Regions from separate parts of the Sus scrofa genome. Here all the other regions are linked to region 3. Evidence: chromatin contacts called from public HiChIP or PLAC-seq data. All regions are on one chromosome and are shown on one strand. The core of a region is the stretch at or near the end of the contact, and the rest is flanking DNA. Distances in the headings are between cores, read along the strand shown. Region 1 has its middle 180 kb from the start of ZFP36L2. Region 2 has its middle 130 kb from the start of ZFP36L2. Region 3 overlaps LOC106509843 (a long non-coding RNA gene).

Region 1 (2,700 bases), core at 129-2,628, 170 kb before region 3:
AACTCTCACTGCTTGGGAGGGGCTGTGGGCAGTGCTTCTCACAGGCTGGGGGACCGAGCCCTTCCAGCTCTTATCCTGTGCCTGACAAAGGACCAGGCACTGGGTCAGACAAAAAGGAAGGGAGGGAAAGGAAGAAAGAAAAGGAAGAAGGAAGGTCTGGCTCAAAGAGGCTCTTTACTCGGGAGGCCACCAAGGACACCAGTCTGTACTATTGGGTCCCATGGGACTACCCAGGCTGGGTCAGCCTCATCCCTCTCTCCCTGGCGAGGGACTTTCAATGTCACGCTGTGACCGGGTGGCCTGAGCTCTGGGAGGTCAGGCTGGTAAGGACCACTGCCAGGAAGGGTACCCGCATCCCTGCCCCTCCATTTGGACGTCTTGGATACCCACCCAACATCCTTGAATCGGGATCAGGATCCTTGGCCCCCGCATGACAGCTGGGCAGTCGAGAGCCCTGCCTTGGAGAAAAGTATAATTCAGATCCTAAACTAAGTTGGGGCTGGGATGAATTCTTCACTTGTTGAGAATGAAACTGAGGGGCAAAAGCCCCAGCCTGGGATGTCAGACTCCTGGGCTGGAGGAAGAGGACAAAAAGAGACAATACGAGCCCCAGAGATTCAGCAAAGAGGAGAGTGGGGAGGGGCCGGGCCCATTTCCCCCAAGGTCCCAGAGACCTAGGATGTTAGTATCAGAACGGGAAGAGGCCTGGGGAGACAGACCCTCTGATGCTCTGGGTAAGGACCCGAGAGGATGCTTGCTATAGAAGGGAGGGGCCATAAGCCAAGGAATAGAGGTAGCCTCTAGATGTGAAAAAAGATAAGGAAATGGATTTTCCCCTGGAGATGCTTTGACGTTAGCCCAGCGAGGCTGATTTTGGACTTCCGACTTCCAGAATTGTAAGAGAATATATTTGTGTTGTTGAAGTCACTCAGCTTGTGGTGATTTGTTACAGCAGTAACAGGAAATTCATCCACTTGCCTAGAGATTGAGAACGAGCAAGTGGTCCAAGCTTCCCTGGCCCTGCAGACCCAGCTCTATGGAATCCCCATCCCGCACTGGTTGGGGCTGGGCTAGCAGTGCAGCGAGGCCCTGAAGGGGCTCAGACCACACAGTGAGTTCTGGGCCTTTGGAAGGTGTGTGCGTGTGTGTGTGTGTGTGTGTGTGTGTGTGTGTGTTAGAGCAAAGGGAAGAGCACAGCTTCTTCATGCATTGGAAATTTCTGGGCGGACGATCCACCAAAGGCATGTCAACGTTTTCCTCTCCAGGAAAAAATAACTCAATCCCTATCAAAAAAAGTCACAGTCTCACATGCGCTTACATGAACGGACGTGTGGGTCCTTGGGAGAAGCGAAACAGCCCCTCCCCTGCTCCAGGCGTCTTTAATTTTCACGGGGCAGGGAGCACAGATGAGGGAGGCTGGGGGAGCCATCAGCCAGAGGGCTGTGGACACATTGTGACATCTGGATTTCCCCAAAGCTCACGGGTCCTGTGGAGGGAGCGCTCCCCCCTCCCCTCCACCGCCCCGCAGCGCTTCCCACTTCCACAAAATCTCTGGGAAGATTTGACACATTTTTTTTTTAGCAGCAGAGAGCAATTGGAATTTCCAGCTTAATTCCAGATGTGGTGCTGACTCTGCTGGGGAGTTTGGCTTGATACAGCATCCGGGAGGCCCGTTGTTCCATTGGATCCCCGCCCCCCATCCCCAAACCCTGGCACTGGCCTGCACGCTTGTGTGTGTCCCCTCTCCTCTGCTCTGGGTCTTGCGGCTGGGCTTTCCTGCGGGGAGCTGCAGAGCGCCCATGCGTGTGGTTTTCACACGTGTGGAGAGGGCTGGGTGGCGGATGGGCAGCCTGGAGCCCAGGTGCCTCTGGGGCAGGGAGTAGGGGCTGTGACAGAACAGGAACCGAGTCACGCGGGGTGTTCTGGGAGCATGGACAGGGCCGGAGGCTGGATCTGGAGCAGGCTGGGAGGGGGTGAGGGGGGAACCGAAGGGTCAGTGTGGGCTGAGGTCATAGCTGGTGCCTGGCCAGGGGCTGCCGGGAAGGCAGGCAGAAAGGAAAGGCCCTTTAGGCAGCCAGCGCACCCTGGTTCCTGGGGCTCAATCCGCCAGACGAGACGTCAGGACCAGATGGCTCCTCGGCAGGAGTGAGGGTCCCACTGGTGCCTCAGTGAAACCGCAGGAGGATCAAGAATATCCAAAGGGGGAGTTCCCGTTGTGGCACAGAGGGTTAAGAGCCCAAATAGTATCCATGAGGACACAGGTTCCATCCCTGCGCCTTGCTCAGCAGGTTAAGGATCCTGCATGGCCACAAGCTGCGGTGTATGCCACAGAGGCAGCTCGGATCCCACGTTTCTATGGTTATGGTGTAGGCCAGCAGCTATAGCTCTGATTCAACCAGTAACCTGGGCACGTCCATATGCCCCAGGGGCTGTCCTAAAAAAGAAGAGAAAAAAAAAGGAATGTCAAAAGGAACTGATATATGTATATGTGTAATTAATTTACTTTGTCGTACACCTGAAATTAACACAATTTTGTAAGTCAGCCATATTCCAATAAAAAATTTAAAAAGACTGTTACCCACTTTGGCCAGCTTGTCTGTGATTTCTCTAGGTAGTAGACAAAACAGTGGCCCCAAAAGAGGCCCACATATCTACTCCCCAGAACCTGTGAACAAATGTTAACCTCACAGCCAAAAGGAC
Region 2 (2,700 bases), core at 46-2,545, 220 kb before region 3:
TAGTATCCATGAGGATGCGGGTCCAATCCCTGGCCTCACTCAGTGGATCGAGGATCTGCCGTTGCCGTGAGCTGTGGGGTAGGTCGCAGACTCGGCTCGGATCTCGTGTTGCTGTGGCTGTGGTGTAGGCTGGCAGCTACAGCTCCAATTCTACCCCCAGCTTGAAGACCTCCATACGCCACAGGTTCGATCCTAAAAAGCAACAACAATAATAATAGTAATAATAAAATGGGGGCAGGACTATCTAGTAGGTGTTCCTAATCTATTCACACAAGCACTTAAAAAGAAATTTTTTTTCATCTTTTTGCCATTTCTTGGGCAGCTCCCTCGGCATATGGAGGTTCCCAGGCTAGGGGTCCACTTGGAGCTGTGGCCACCAGCCTTCGCCAGAGCCACAGCAACGTGGGATCCAAGCTGTGTCTGCAAACCTACACCACACTCACGGCAACGCCAGATCGTTAACCCACTGAGCAAGGCCAGGGATCGAACCCGCAACCTCATCATTCCTAGTCGGATTCGTTAACCACTGCGCCATGATGAGAACTCCCACACAAGCCCTTTAAAAGCAGAGAGTTTTCTCTGGCTGGTGGCTGGAAAGGAAGTCATGGATTTGAAGTATGGAAGCGGGTTCCATGTCCCTTTAATGACTTGAAGGTGGAGGGAACTGCATGGAAGGAGCCTAAGAGAGAGCAGCTTCTAGGCGCTGAGAGGGACCCGCGGCTGACAACTGGCGGGAGAACATCTTAGTCCTACAGCCGCGGGAGCAAAGTTCTGCTACGTCAAAATGAACTGGGGAGCAGATTCTTTCCTAGCACGTCTGGACACCAGCCCACCCAGCTCACACCTCGATTTTGGCCTTGCAAAGCCTCAGCAGAGCATCCAGCTGAGCCCACCTGGACTTCTGACCTACAGAACTGAGATAATTAACCAGGGTTGTGTTAATTTTGTGGTACTTGGTTATCCAGCAGCCGAGAGCAAATACGTTTCCACTTTTTTGTTTCTTCGGAGAAGGTCCTGAGGCGACTCTGCTGACTCCTTCTCTGCAGGCAGGGCAGGCTGGATGCACGGGTCCCGGCCGGGGCTCAGACCTGGGCCCAGCGGAACCGCCACACATGAATGGCAGGCCCTGGGCCTCAGCCGAGGGTGTCTTGTCTTCCTGCTCAGGAAGGAGAGGGGAGGCCTGCATCTTACACCCCCCTTTCTAAGAACCAGCCAGCAGCTCCCTCTGTAGACTGTCAGCTGCCAGCTCTCCTAGCCCCGTGTTCCCTGCAGAAGAGCAGAGCTCTGGGCGGAAACCAGAGAAGGGCAGTGACCTCGCCCTTCCCCCCGCTTCTCAGATGACAAGTCTGGGCTCTGTCAGGGCAGGAGGCAGGAGCTGGGATGCATGGAGTTATAAACTTCAGCAGCACCCTTCCCCACCCCCGTGAAAAGCATTCTCTGACGGGTTAGAACGGGGATTTTTAAATTTTATACTTGCTTCCTGACTAATTTGTTGGACACAGAGTCAGGTACCCTTGAGAGTGCAGAAATGTTTGCAAGGAGGAAGGTTATGTTTCTGCTTTACTGATGAAAAAGCCCCAACGAAGTTTCTCGCATTCCCACGTGAGGCCTTTTCTCAAAATCTTCTCTGATTCTTCCCAGATGGTGTCTAGCTCTGTCCCCGCAGCCCCTGGCAGGGTGGGGCTTCCGAACATAGGAGGGCTCTGTGTCCCATGGACCTGAGATCTCAGCTCTGTCACTTAACCCTCTGGGGGCAGTGGGGGCTGGGCACCCTCCCCAGCCTCAGTTCCTTCCCGTAGGACATAAGCCTGGTGGGTAAGAAGGAAGGAATAAATACTGTTTTCCTTATCCCCCGCCTTGCCCCTGCACAACAGCTACCTTGGAAATGTGTGTATTTTTGACAGCCTGACAAGAATTTTCATTCTGGTGACAGGCGGGCCTGGCCGGCCAGCAGCAAAACTCTTCAGTTAGCAGGTTACCTTTGCGCTCCACCTTCTCAAAGCCTCTTCCTCTCTCTGTGTCCCATTTCCTCCTTTCAGGCCCAGGCTGGTTCCATCCCAGGGCCCTGGGGGTGGACACGCTGGGAAGCCTCTGAAAACCTCTCACAGCTGAGTGTTGGGGAGGGAGGGCAGAACTGCCCCCTGGGGACTGAATGGTGGCATCCAAGGCTTGGGGCAGGCAGGCCGGAGGGGGTGGGGTAGAGGGGTGGGGGTAAGAGGGGTGGGGGTAGGAATGGGGGTGAGTAGGAGTGGGGTGGGCAGGGGTGAGGGAGGAGGGTGGGGGTCGTGGCGATCATGGTGGGGTGGGGGCTGGGAGGGGTGTATTTCTGGCAGGTGGGGGGTTTCGAGGTCCTTCTGGGGATCTGTCTGGTGGGGACCATGTGACGTGGTTGTGTGAGTGAGGTCCCCTCCTGCTTGATTTCTCTCAACTGCGTGTTTGGAGGTTTGCTCTAATCCTCTTAGGCTGGAGGTTTTGCTGTCAAGGAATCTGGGGGGAAATCAGCTCCATTTCAACTTTTCAAAGTTTCCACGGCGAGGGCTGAGCTGAGCGGGTCCTGAAGACGGAGGACGGGGTTGTCACGTGTTTTTGAAGGGGGTGGGAGGCAAAAAGAGCCCCAGGGTCTGGGCCCGGGGACATCAGCCCCAGGGCCAGGAGGAAGATGAGGGCTGGAGGTGGGGAGGGTCTCTGGCCTTCTCCTCC
Region 3 (2,700 bases), core at 182-2,681:
CCTAACTGCCTGGGCTTGAATCCCAGGTTTAACAATTACTGGCTTTGTGACCTTAAGCTGTCATCTCGGTGTGACTCAATTCACCCATCTGTTAATTGGGATAAATAACAATACCTACTTCATGCAGTTGTTATAAGGATTCAGTTGCTTAATCCTCTTGTATGGTGTTAGAACAATGCCTACTGTATAGGAAATTTCCAGTAGGTTATAACTACTATGTTTGACTATATATCCATATCCAAAAAATAGATTTATGAGCTTCTATGTAAAGGTTTCATGGTGTCTGTATATCTCTTGAGTGTGAGAATGTACACATCTGTGTAACTGTGTCTTTCTATTTTGGGACTAAGTGTAGGAGACCCTCTGTGCCCAGTGATAATAAGGGCTGGTGTTCGTTTCATGTCTGCGGTGTCAGGCACTACCCCAAGAGTCCTACGAGGACTCACGTGGAAACCCACGTGAATGTAAACGGCTGAGCACGTGTTCTGACACATGTGCCAGTGAGTTCCTGTGAGGGTGGCCTGTCAGCCCTGCAGGGAGAAACCCCCAACCTGAGCGAGCTGTGTAAGAGATGAAGACCCCCCGGCCACCCAACCCCACCACAGCCTGCACGCCCACAACACTGGGGAGCGGTGGGGGGTGGGGGCAGTAAATTATACCCATCACCCACCCCCTTTCCCAGTTAGTTTGAAATGCCTGTGTCTGCTTTCCTCCAATAGGAGAGAAGCCTGGAGAGGAGTCCACCAATCATGGCCTTCCTTTCATCCTACGTCTGTCTTGGTCTTGCCCTGGCCCCAGGGAGCTCAGGGCGGGTTCCCGCTGGACTGGCCCAGCTTTTTATGGGGTGTGCCATTTTTCACTGAGTGACATCTGGTTCTGACTCACTGTGTATGGCCCTGAAAGGACAGAGTCCAACACAAACAAGATAGTGAATTATCCTCGTGGAGAAAGCCTTCCCATTTTACCTGTTGTAGTCTGTTGCTTCCGTTATCCAATATTGGTAACATTTCAAGCATAAAAGGATGTTTGAAGATTTATGAATGTGCTTTTCTTTCTTGCCTCTATGAATACGTGACCTTCATCTACCTTTGAGGCATCCGTCTCTGCCTGAGGAGAGACTAGGATGAAGTTGTGACATTGAAAGCACAGAAGAAAAATGCTGTAATATTTGGCATCTGACAGGCAAAATACAATTATGTAGTAGGTCAAGAGTCTTCTAAACCAGACCATTCACTTGAAAGCATGTTTTCTGGATGCCTTCATTTCTCCCCCTGGGTGTGATCATGGCATTTTTTTGTAACGGATGCTGAGGCAAGAAGAGAAAGTTCCATCTGCTTTGCTCTAGAGAAGAAACCCCAGTGTGGCCTCTGTCCCAGTCTCTCAGGCTGCCCTGAACCCACCCATCCTCTGCCTCCAACACCAGGGCTCCAGGGTACAGCAGAGGAGCCTCAGAAGTTCAGCTTCACAGCCAACTTCAGTTCCCACAGGCCAGGCAACCACACTGTGAGCCAGCAGGTCAACTGGGGTCAAGCTGTACAACAAGGAGATGCCACGGGGTGGGAGGGGGCACTACCAGGTTAGTGGAGGCCCCCTGGGAGGCAGCCAGGAGAACTCAGGTGCAGTGGGCTGGTCAGCTGGGGCACCACAGAGGCTCTGGCCAGACCAGGAGGGACCAGACCATGAGTTATACAAACTCAGCTTCAAGCACAATCCGTGGCCAGCAGGGACAAGGGACCTTGTGGGGGAAACCAGAAGACACCAACCCCAGGATCCCAACACCTCACTCCTGTCAGATATCACATGAGCCGCCCTTGTCTGTCCACACACCTCGGTCTCATCTTAGTGGGTGAAGATTAGGAAGGCAATCTGAAAACTGAGCACTTTTCTCTAAGAGAAACAATCTAATAGGACGGGCTAAACTATTGGGTCCCAGGACATTTAAATCAAGTTGAACATTTCACTGTTTTTCTCACTCTTCATCAGATAGGGGTTAGGGGAAAGGTCAGATTAGTTATATAACAAATAAAGAAATTACTCTTTTTTCTGCACAGATGAACTGAAGTGGGAGTGAAATTTTCAACCCTGTTGCACACACAAAAATAGAGGACTCTCCCCTGCCTCTGCTGAAATGCCAGCTGGCCCGTCCAACTAAAGACAATGATCCCAGGAGGGGACAAGTCCTGGCCTCCTCCAGGTGGTGGGACAGGTCCTGGCAGAGTAGGATGAAGCTTCCCTTCCACCCAAATGCTTACGTCAACCTTCCTGGGATCACACACAACAGGTCCCCTCCCCTTGCCCTATCTGTGGTTTTTTAAAAGAATAAGGTCTTAATTCTCTTTCCAAGGCATTTGGGCTCCAGGCCCTGGCCGCTTTCTTCCCTGAGGAGGTGGGAATGTGGAAGGTGAATTGAGAGCAGTCCAAGGTCCTACACCCTAGGTATCTGGGAAGGAGGGGTCAGGGGCGGAGAGCAGACATGCAGAGGGCGATGCTGCCACCTGCTGGAGTTCGGGGGAGAGACAGCCCAGTAGGGAACCTTGTTTCACCAGAGGAGGGGTAGGGGACCACCTCAGAATCCTGCCCTGGAATGATTCACTGTTTTTCTTCAAAATAGTGTCTCACCTATTACCCCATTTGTCATCTGGTTTGCTGGTTGGGGACAATGTCATTCATCCCATTTTATGATGAGTAAACTAATACCCA

Evidence for each region. HiChIP or PLAC-seq counts read pairs in DNA pulled down with a chosen protein or histone mark.
Region 1: a contact with region 3 is called in an H3K27ac HiChIP or PLAC-seq map of skeletal muscle. The contact joins two enhancer-like sites. A contact is called at or near these places in 7 of 47 Hi-C or Micro-C datasets (alveolar macrophages, embryonic fibroblasts, epiblast stem cells and 4 more) and 2 of 2 datasets of contacts at active chromatin or transcription factors (alveolar macrophages and skeletal muscle).
Region 2: an H3K27ac HiChIP or PLAC-seq map of skeletal muscle shows a contact between it and region 3, with 2.9 times the contacts expected there. The contact joins two enhancer-like sites. A contact is called at or near these places in 2 of 47 Hi-C or Micro-C datasets (fibroblasts and subcutaneous adipose tissue) and 2 of 2 datasets of contacts at active chromatin or transcription factors (alveolar macrophages and skeletal muscle).

What each region holds. Positions count from the first base shown.
Region 1 is chr3:97,379,728-97,382,427 of Sscrofa11.1, forward strand. No RefSeq gene overlaps it. Among named protein-coding and RNA genes, the nearest start is that of ZFP36L2, 180 kb to the left of the region's middle. Within about 2 kb of position 1,379, at least 25 of the 83 cell types and tissues checked have an H3K27ac peak or open chromatin away from gene starts, as enhancers often do. A contact at or near this core is called in skeletal muscle and subcutaneous adipose tissue, where this site is marked.
Region 2 is chr3:97,325,211-97,327,910 of Sscrofa11.1, forward strand. No RefSeq gene overlaps it. Among named protein-coding and RNA genes, the nearest start is that of ZFP36L2, 130 kb to the left of the region's middle. Within about 2 kb of position 1,296, at least 37 of the 83 cell types and tissues checked have an H3K27ac peak or open chromatin away from gene starts, as enhancers often do. A contact at or near this core is called in skeletal muscle and subcutaneous adipose tissue, where this site is marked.
Region 3 is chr3:97,548,625-97,551,324 of Sscrofa11.1, forward strand. All of the region lies in intron 2 of LOC106509843 (a long non-coding RNA gene), which reads right to left. Among named protein-coding and RNA genes, the nearest start is that of TRNAI-UAU, 18 kb to the right of the region's middle. Within about 2 kb of position 1,432, at least 30 of the 83 cell types and tissues checked have an H3K27ac peak or open chromatin away from gene starts, as enhancers often do. A contact at or near this core is called in skeletal muscle and subcutaneous adipose tissue, where this site is marked.